Regions from separate parts of the Mus musculus genome. Here all the other regions are linked to region 1. Evidence: chromatin contacts called from public HiChIP or PLAC-seq data. All regions are on one chromosome and are shown on one strand. Each heading gives the region's core, a stretch centred on a gene start, on an enhancer-like site or on the middle of the called end of the contact. The rest is flanking DNA. Distances are from core to core; before and after follow the strand shown. Region 1 overlaps Zfhx3 (zinc finger homeobox 3). Region 2 has its middle 44 kb from the start of Gm35145. Region 3 has its middle 24 kb from the start of Gm35145.

Region 1 (2,750 bases), core at 234-2,733:
GGGGGGCTCTTTTTATTTTCCTTCTCTTTCTCTCCCTCTTACCCCCCACCTCGTGCTCCCCCTCGGCTGAAGAGGCTGAAGACTATAAATTAATCGGTGACCTTTCACTTCTTGGATTCCCGCTGGACTCCCCAACCACACTGGTCAGAAATGCTTTCTATTAAGGAGAAAATAGAACGAGTTTGGCAGTCCCCACTCTGTTCTGGGCAATTCAGCTAGCTAGCTCTACAGCAGCTGTCTGTCGCAGGCTCCATGCACTGTGGTGCAGCTGTCTGAAGGCGGGCACATGCCTTTCCCATTCACCTGCCACACACCTGCTCTGCCTAGCGCGGTGGGCCTTCTCCTCAAGACCCTTCTCTGGAGCGCCTATTGCTTAGGTTTTGTGTCTACTGGTTTCCAGACCTGTAAAACCCTATCTCGTGCACCTAAATACGAAGTCGTCTTTTTGGCCAGCAGCCACATTTGTTCTAGTTCCCCCTACTTGTTGAGCCTGTTGTTGGTGACACTAGCGGACTTGGCCAGCAGCTGTCTGAGAAAGGCAAGGATCTCACAACCTCTCAAATAATTTTTAAAATATTAAGTTTAAACAAGCGAAATTAGTCTTGCAGTGAAGTTTTGTCTGATTGGTCCAGCAGGGCCTCTGGGTGGGGCTAGGTACTATGCCACCTCCCGTTACTCCTCCAGCCATTGTCAAATTAAAGACAGTTTCTAGTGCATCTGGAATTGTTATCGATGTCAAATGTTCCTGCCTCGTGGCAAAGAGAGATTGCTGCCCACTCCCCTGTTAGTTTCCAGAGTGTCACACGTGTACACAATGAGACATGGTCATGCCTATGCCCCAGTTCGTCCTCCAACCCCACCCAAATGAGGTAGACAATCTGTAGGTCCCCCTGCAGACTGAGGAGCTATGGGTAGTGGGCACTTGCCGGGAAAGGGAGAATTGTTTGGTTTTTAAGGTTGTGGCCACTGGAGAGCTGTACTTGCAGGTTAGCGAACTCTTTAACTCTTGCAGGTTAGCGAACTCTTTAGATGGAGAGTCCTTATTCTTCGCCCGGATACTGAAGGCTGCCATGGCCTGTCACTGTCACACATCCAGAAGAGCCTGTGATAGGAGCTAGCTTCTGGCCCACACAGCAGGGAGGCAGAGCACAAAGTCTGAGGATCTGACCTAAAATGTAGCTACTTAGATCTTAGGGCTAATTATGGAAATGTTCCATTAGGGGCTAACGGCCCAGTCTCAGGGAAGGGGGCTTCCGTTGTAGAACGCTGTGCAGAATTAGCTGGATTGCTGGGATTCTGGGCACACGCTCCCTCTGATGCTGTGTGCCCCATGCATAAAAGGCTCTAGACGAAACTCTGGCTTAACGTGAGTCACAAGAACTGCTTGTTTGTGCTTGATGTCAGCTTGTAAAGGGTTACACGGTGTTGTTCCCTGGAAAAGCTGCCAGTGTGTGCGCGTCCTTAGCCTCCCTTTGTTCTCCTTTCTGCCTCTTACCCTTTCCTTCACTCCGCCAACTCCCCTCCTCTCCTCGCCTGAATACATTTTGAAAACAGTGCTACAATGCTCCCTGCTTCCAGATTACCGCGTACTTTACTAGGTATGATTTAATTAGGGCCCTTATTATGTTTGCGGTAGCTTAAGGTGGGCCTTTCAACTTATCTACCTAATTGGTTGCCCAAGAAGTTTCACAGCCCGTGACAAAACATTGTCAGTGATCAAAGTCAAAATTCTGCATAAAAGAAAAATATTAATAATAAGATTACTCTTCAAGTGTGCACTGCTAATTATGTCCAGAATGTAACCGTAGAAACACTTTTGACTGATGTGAGCTTTGTCTAATAAACATGAGTCTTCACTGAGCTATGCAAAGTGACACCTCCAGCTTCTACGCTGGTGAAGGCTAATTTTGCTTATTGAATACTTTTTAAACCTTTCGTATTTTGTGTCTGTTTTCCCCCGCGCCTTGACTCTGTCGTCTCGCTGCCTCTCTCCCCTCAGGTGACCGCTCCTGAGATGGTTATGCCTAGTAGCATGTTCCTCCCTGCTGCCGCTGCGGACCGAGATGGGAACTCCACTTTGGAAGAGGCAGGAAAGCAACCTGGTCAGTGTCGCTAATCATAATTCCTCCAGCCAGAAACAAGATGAATTCTTGGTCAAAAATCTCCATGGGGCACAAGGGCTGAGGGATTCTTTACAGTATATCCCAAGTGAATGGGGCTGATGGGTTTTATCAGCAAAGCCTGTGGCCTTTTAGGTCTTAGGAAGTATCTTGTAGTCAGTTTGCTCATGGACATCCCCATGGTGAACTCAGCCAAAGACATGGCTGCTAGAGCCTTGCCACTCAATGAGATCCCTCAGCTGTCTCTCTCACTACCTCTGCATAGAACGCTTGGAGTCTTCTGGAATCGCCTTGTTTAAACATACCGCTTGTAAGGACCATTGTCACAGGCGTTTCTGCTGCAGTAGTGAGATAGCTCTTAGGCCTCCGTGCTGGTTCTTTGCTCTCCTCAGTCTTGAGCACACTCTTACAGGCATCTAAGGTTCACACTGCCGGGGCCCAGCCCTCTTCCTTGTGACGTGGCCACATTAGAAGGAGACCTGGGAAGAGCCAGGGTACTTATGGATATGATGAACCTTTTTTTTTTTTTAAAGTAGTACAGTTAAATAATTAACTTTCCTGCTAACGTGAGCAGAGACCTGGGTTCTAGAAACAGTGATGTAAAAGCCAGGGGGGAGGGGTGTCACATTA
Region 2 (2,886 bases), core at 158-2,657, 470 kb after region 1:
AACAGGAAGCCATTCTTATCACTAGATCCCTGTGTGGTGTGACAGCAGCTGGTTCCCCTGCCCTGCCAGCAAATAAGACCTCCAAATCCTCCCAGAGCGCGGCAGGTAGCATCCGTGTGCGGCAGAGCATTTAAATTCACTCGGCACTCCTCTGTAAAAGGCCACCATTGACCGGTACATGGCACTGCCAACCAACATCACCTAAACAGATGGAATAACTGCCAATGGAATTTGTGTTTTAATCACATTAATGTATTTGGCAGGGAGATCCACCTAAGTACACATTTCAAAGTCTGCCTTTGATCTGAGCCCCTTTGGGGCATTTTCCATGACTGATAAACTCCTCCTCTGAGTTCATAGACAAATGATGGAAATTGTGGGTTTTTTTTGGTTTTTTTTTTTTTTTTTTTTAAGAAAGGGAGAAGGAAGCCAGACACCCACGTCCCATCTGGCCTCTCCGTCTCTTGGGGGATGAGAAGCTCCGAGATTCAGGACATCTCACTCTCCTCTCACCTGCCTGGGCAGCTCCCTAAGAAGGGCTCCCTGAAAAGGACACTACTGCCCACCCAGTCCCTTCTCCCCCTTGAACACAGAGACACACATACATGCTTGATACAGAATCCACGGTCTCTGCGAGGCTCCTTCTGCTATTTTACAGACGCCTGTTTGGATGCTTGTGGAAAGCCTGCTGCCAACAGCTTCCCTCAGCATCTGCCCCTCTAGCCCATCACACATGTCTTGCTTAGCTTTCTAATATACCGTGATGGAAATCAGAAGCTGCGCTTTGAATGAAAACGCTCTAATTGTGCGATCATTCCTTCTAACTGTTCCACCGTGAGTCAGGCTCAGTACAGACACACAGACAAAACCAAGCCCTGTTGAACTTGGCAGTTTCCGCTCTTCCGGAGACGCAAAGGGCAGAAGGTCATAAGCAAAGTGTGATGGCTACTGAGGGGAAAAGCTGCTACATACAGATTCCCCGCTCAGACGCAGCTCCACCTTGCCTGCTCTTGAAATGGATCATCAGCTACGTCCCTTCCCCACTTAGGATAAAGAGATCTGAGGAGGTTTTTAATTCTCAGATGAATTTTCTTGTTTGTTTGTTTGGTGGATTTTCCCCCCTTCTTTCTCCTCCACAGAACACAACTAGCAAATGATTGGATCTTTGACAGAACAAAGGTATTTTTGATGGCTCTGTAATCTAGTGCGCTAATGTTCCCAGTCCCCTCATTGTCTTGCTGTCTGATCCTATCCCTTCTGCCAGACAGTCACTGCGGGATGAGTCACTTTTAATGTCTGATAATCAAGGTGAATTTTCAAAAAGCTGCCATTTTGGAATTATGCACTATATCCCAGTGTCAGGGACTAGAAAAGAAAGTGAAGGGATAAGGAAGGCTAAGATAGACACCTACTGTATGTTTGGAGAACTGCAGGACCCAGCCAACGTGGTACCAGATAAGATGTGTCTGGAGGGTCCAAGTCGATCAAGGCATACATGATGAGACAGAGACTATGTTAATTATAAATTAAAAATAACTTCTATGATAATGAAGATTATATGCACAGGAGAAAACGTCTTAGTTAAAACAGACTAGAAGGATAGAATTAAAACGCAGCCATTTGGGGCCATGGATTCTGTACCTACTGAATATATTGTGGTCTATTAAATAACCTAATACAAACTTAACATTTGAAAAAGAATAGAAGGGAATTGTAGTAGTCTCCGTGGAAGCTGTATTGTCTGCTGTCCTTACTTAAAGCGCTATCTGCTAAGAACATTACCTAGCTGATGAACACAGCCTCTCTCCAACCACGGAGATGAGATATTTCTAGAATCATTTAAAGAAATACCCACCCTACTCCCCAACAACAACAACAACAAACAAACAAACAAACAAAAAACCCACCAAGCCCAGTGAACTAGCCAGAGGGATGCTAAAAACCCAAGGCAAACAAAGGGTATCAGACACTCTTTCCGGGTTTTGGCTCTTCAAGTATAGGGTGGTCATTGTCTCCTCTGAGGTAATTAACTAGAGCCACGGCTCCAAATTGTAGACCTTGTTTTTCATTGTGGGCGTTGTGCTAAGTGGTGGGGTGGCTGAAGGAAGGCGATCTGAGCATAGCCCGCGAGTTCCGTTTATTATCTGGAGACGTGAGCACTATAAATAGAGCCAGGCTGTTTTGACTAGGGAAATGCTGTCCTCCTCACAGCCAGGGGATGCTGGGGAGCAGACGCTGAAGCTTCAAAGCTTTGTCCTGCTTTAGAAAAGCGTGAGGTTTTTCATGGCTGTTTCAGTGGCTGGTCGGAGAGTCTGCAGGCGCTTTATCTGTCCTGGGGGAAGGAAGAAATGGCATTTCAGAGGATGCTATTTTATACCTGTGATGGATGCTTACATGTGTTCTCCAACAGAGGCATCTAAATACCCTGGCATCCTCTGTGTACAAGTTGTATTTACAGATTATTACACTTATATTATCTACAGTGGTTACCACTAATCCTCTGTGTGTGTGTGTGTGTGTGTGTGTGTGTGTGTGTGTGTGTGTGTGTGTGTTGGGGGGGTAACAGAGAGACACACATATAAGCGCACACACATATGAGCACACATATGCTATAATCCCATAAAATGGCTATAAAATAGGCACATGAAGAAAATTTGTCGTTGCTGCATGGCTGTTATAGTGCACATAAAAGAAGATTTAAAAGCCAGAGAGTATTTGAGCTGTAAGCAAGTCCTTAGAGGTCATTTGGTACAGTCCTAATTGTAGTAAGATGGCAGAAAAGTGACTTGTCCTGTGACACTCAGTCAGAGGTCAGCAGGTGCCAGGCTAATGCCGAGGTCCTTTCTCTCAGCTCGGCACACATTTCTGTTGCCACGCACCCTCGGC
Region 3 (3,111 bases), core at 538-3,037, 490 kb after region 1:
CAGAAGGTCTCTGTTGCCCTGGGGACGGGGTTCTAAGTGTGTCCTCTGCACCAGGACGTCATTTGCAGTGTCTCGCCCAGTACCCATCTTCCTAAACCCGAGGAAGCCACCACTCCATCTCTCCAGCCCGGCACCACACCTGGCAGTTTACAGTAAACATTTGTGGAAGGAAGAAAGAAAAGAATGAAAAAAAAAAAAAAAAAAACAAAAACAAAAAAGAAGCTGACTGGAAAAAACACAAAAACAAAAACCTGCCACAGATGGCTTCACCAGATTCAGAGTAAAGCACAAGGTTTGCAAACCCAACATAATCCCCCAAGCTCACACTTTACCTTGGGCATCAGTTTCTGTAACTTTTTTTTTAAGATTTATTTTCTTGTTTTATGTATATTAGAGCATTGTTGCTATCTCCAAGCACACCAGAGGAGTGCATCAGATCCCATTACAGACGGTTGTGAGCCACCATGTGGTTGCTGGGAATTGAACTCAGGACCTCTGGAAAAGCAGTCAGTGCTCTTAACCACTGGGCCATCGCTCCAGCCCTGGTTCCATAACTTATAAATTGACTCTCTGTTTTGGAGTTGTGAACTTTAACTAGAATGGCATACATGTGTGAAACCAGCAAGAGGCCTGCTAACTACTCCATCTCCTGAATAGCTCTTACTGTCAGCTCATCACAACCTGGCATTATCTGGGAAGAAGGAAGCTCAGTTACAGAAGTGGCCAAGTCTGTGCAGTGTCTCCTTAATTGCTAATTGATGTGGGAGGGCCCAGCCCACTGTGGGCGGTACCATCCCCTATGCAGTGGTCCTGGGCTATATAAGGAAGCTAACTGAGCCTGAGGGCCAATAATCCAAATTCCTTCATGGTTTGCACCCTGACTTCCCTCAATGGTGGATTGTGAACTGGGCGTGTAAACTGAATATGCCCTTTGCCTCCTCCAAGTTGCTTTTGACCCGGCCGTTTGTTGCAGCAACAGAAACAAAACTAGAAACCCCAGGTAACTGTTGGCTATTGACTATGGAATAAGAAACACAAAGAGAAGTTAGTGTATTTCTTTTCATACGGAGGAAGATGGATCCCATACTCAGACCCGGAACTGTTTGGAGTGATAAGAATGAATGTCTCAACATGAAAGTATGGCATACGTATGTAAGTGACATCAAGGACCCTCTATTTTATGTCTCTCCTGCCACGAGTATCTATTTAGACTTATAATATAAACATCTGTTCTTTTCTCTCACAGCTTCTCCCTCCCCCCCCCCCACGCCCTCCCTCCAACCCCCTTCATCCGCCAGTCCCTTTTCACGGACAAACTCCTCGGTATGAAATCTCTGCTTTCTTTGTTTTCCTGGTTTCCATTTTGTAATCTAAAATATTCACTCCAAGTTCCGCTTGACAGACGTCCCTAATCTAATCTCCACGTCTGCTTTCTAATTTTCACACTCAGGATAAAACAAATCGGTTGGAGTTAATTGCTGGAGCAGCGGGCCGGAGCTCTGAGCTGTGATTTATGAGCTGAATACGGGCGCTCTGCAACACATTTTTCTTAATTTATTTTTAATGAGTCTCTCAATTAATTTTCTTGGAAACATCTTAATGATGTTGGAGGCGGGTGTTAATGAGGTCTGCACAGCTCCTAATTTTGCATATTTTAAAGTGCCTAATGTCACCTCGCAACCCTTTCTTCCCATTTTAGGAAGGGATGAGGGGAGCGATTATTGTTGAATGGAGAGTCTTCCCTCTTCACATCTCTGTCTTTGCTTAACCTTTCAGACATTATGGGCTTAGGGCGTGTCTCGGCGGCAATCACGTGTTCCCTGCTCCCCTCCCCCCACTCTTGCTGTCTCCGGGCTCTGGAATCTGAGAAACTAAAGCTAGCAAAGGAGGGACAAGGCAGGGTTTCTGGGAAATGGAGAGTTCTGGAAGCAGCAGCTCTGAGTGAAACACTGAGAGGGTACTTGTACCTGGTACCCCGTCCTTTCTGCGAGCAGGGGATGTAAGGGAGGGGCGTGGGAAAACAGCTCACGGGATGTATGTGTTCAGAGCCTTGTGTCCCCAGAGGTCTCTGCAGGCCTCAGAGCATCTCATCCCGGCCAGGCTACCTTACTGTGACAAGCATGCCATTGTCCAGCCCTCCCTGATCCCTTTTCAAAGCTACAATAAGCCGGCACCAGGCTTCAGTCCGTCTTTGTTAGAGACTGTTTGCTGATTAATAGTCATTAAAGATTTCTATAGAAAATTTTCAAAATAATGGGTTAATAATACTGGCCAAAGGCAGTCTAAAAAGTATAGATAGGCCCTATTTAAATTGTGCTGCTTCTTTCTCTGTGTTTTCCTGTTTGTGGGCATTCTAGTTCGTTTTATATATTTGTGACGGTATTGAATATCAATTCTTTCTTAAAACAAACAGCAAATCCATTTTAAATATCATTTTCACGGCTGCTTAATATTCTCCTCGGTAGGTATATCAAAAGTTACGAAACCATTCCACCGTGCTAAGCATCTAAGCTAAGACTCACATATATCCTGTGATGAATCTCTGTACGGCGCTTTTTTTTTTTAAAGCAAGGGTTTTTGTTTTTGTTTTTATTTTTATTTTTTTGGTAAAGCAGTCTAAGAAATTGGTATTGCTTTAAAGAATACAATCCCTTTTAAGCCTTCTGATACATATTTCCGAATTATTTCCTAATCTAAAGGGCCGGGCCAGGTTATTTCCAATAGCAAAATATGAGGGTGCATTTCTCCCATCATGCAGTGGTCTACGTATTACAATATTAAAACTAAACGGCCAGGTTTAGAGTCACTTTTTTATTTTCTTCACTAGTTCAACTCTTTGGAGTGATGTCAGTGTGCCCTTCCTTGGGCTTTAATGAAAGAGGCTATATATCAACGGAAACCTGGATCCACGTGACCTGTCCGCGCAGCACGTGTTTCCTGCCCTCCTCCGTAGATGCTTTCTGCCCCTGTCACCTCATTGTTCATAACTCAGTACTCTGTACATTGTTCATCTGTACTCTGTCCCTCCCCTTGTGTGGAACACCAGTCTCAAACCTCCGTCCACAGTAGCTGAGCTGTCTGAATCTTCCCAGTGGCCTCTGGGGCTCAGTG

The links. HiChIP or PLAC-seq counts read pairs in DNA pulled down with a chosen protein or histone mark.
Region 2: a contact with region 1 is called in an H3K4me3 HiChIP or PLAC-seq map of embryonic basal ganglia, with 3 times the contacts expected there. The contact joins two enhancer-like sites. A contact is called at or near these places in 1 of 39 promoter capture datasets (stem cell-derived epiblast-like cells), 3 of 484 Hi-C or Micro-C datasets (embryonic fibroblasts and embryonic stem cells), 7 of 115 datasets of contacts at active chromatin or transcription factors (differentiating embryonic stem cells, embryonic basal ganglia, embryonic forebrain and 4 more) and 1 of 9 other capture datasets (embryonic stem cells).
Region 3: an H3K4me3 HiChIP or PLAC-seq map of embryonic basal ganglia shows a contact between it and region 1, with 2.7 times the contacts expected there. The contact joins two enhancer-like sites. A contact is called at or near these places in 2 of 115 datasets of contacts at active chromatin or transcription factors (embryonic basal ganglia and embryonic midbrain) and 2 of 9 other capture datasets (embryonic tail and embryonic trunk).

The regions. Positions count from the first base shown.
Region 1 is chr8:108,943,103-108,945,852 of GRCm38.p6, forward strand. It overlaps Zfhx3 (zinc finger homeobox 3), which reads left to right. Exons shown (of 10, transcript NM_007496.2): 8 at 2,000-2,102. Among named protein-coding and RNA genes, the nearest start is that of Mir3108, 7.6 kb to the left of the region's middle. Within about 2 kb of position 1,484, at least 14 of the 459 cell types and tissues checked have an H3K27ac peak or open chromatin away from gene starts, as enhancers often do. A contact at or near this core is called in embryonic basal ganglia and embryonic forebrain, where this site is marked.
Region 2 is chr8:109,416,019-109,418,904 of GRCm38.p6, forward strand. It overlaps a transcript of Pmfbp1 not described here. Among named protein-coding and RNA genes, the nearest start is that of Gm35145, 44 kb to the right of the region's middle. Within about 2 kb of position 1,408, at least 67 of the 459 cell types and tissues checked have an H3K27ac peak or open chromatin away from gene starts, as enhancers often do. A contact at or near this core is called in embryonic basal ganglia and embryonic forebrain, where this site is marked.
Region 3 is chr8:109,435,419-109,438,529 of GRCm38.p6, forward strand. It overlaps a transcript of Pmfbp1 not described here. Among named protein-coding and RNA genes, the nearest start is that of Gm35145, 24 kb to the right of the region's middle. Within about 2 kb of position 1,788, at least 33 of the 459 cell types and tissues checked have an H3K27ac peak or open chromatin away from gene starts, as enhancers often do.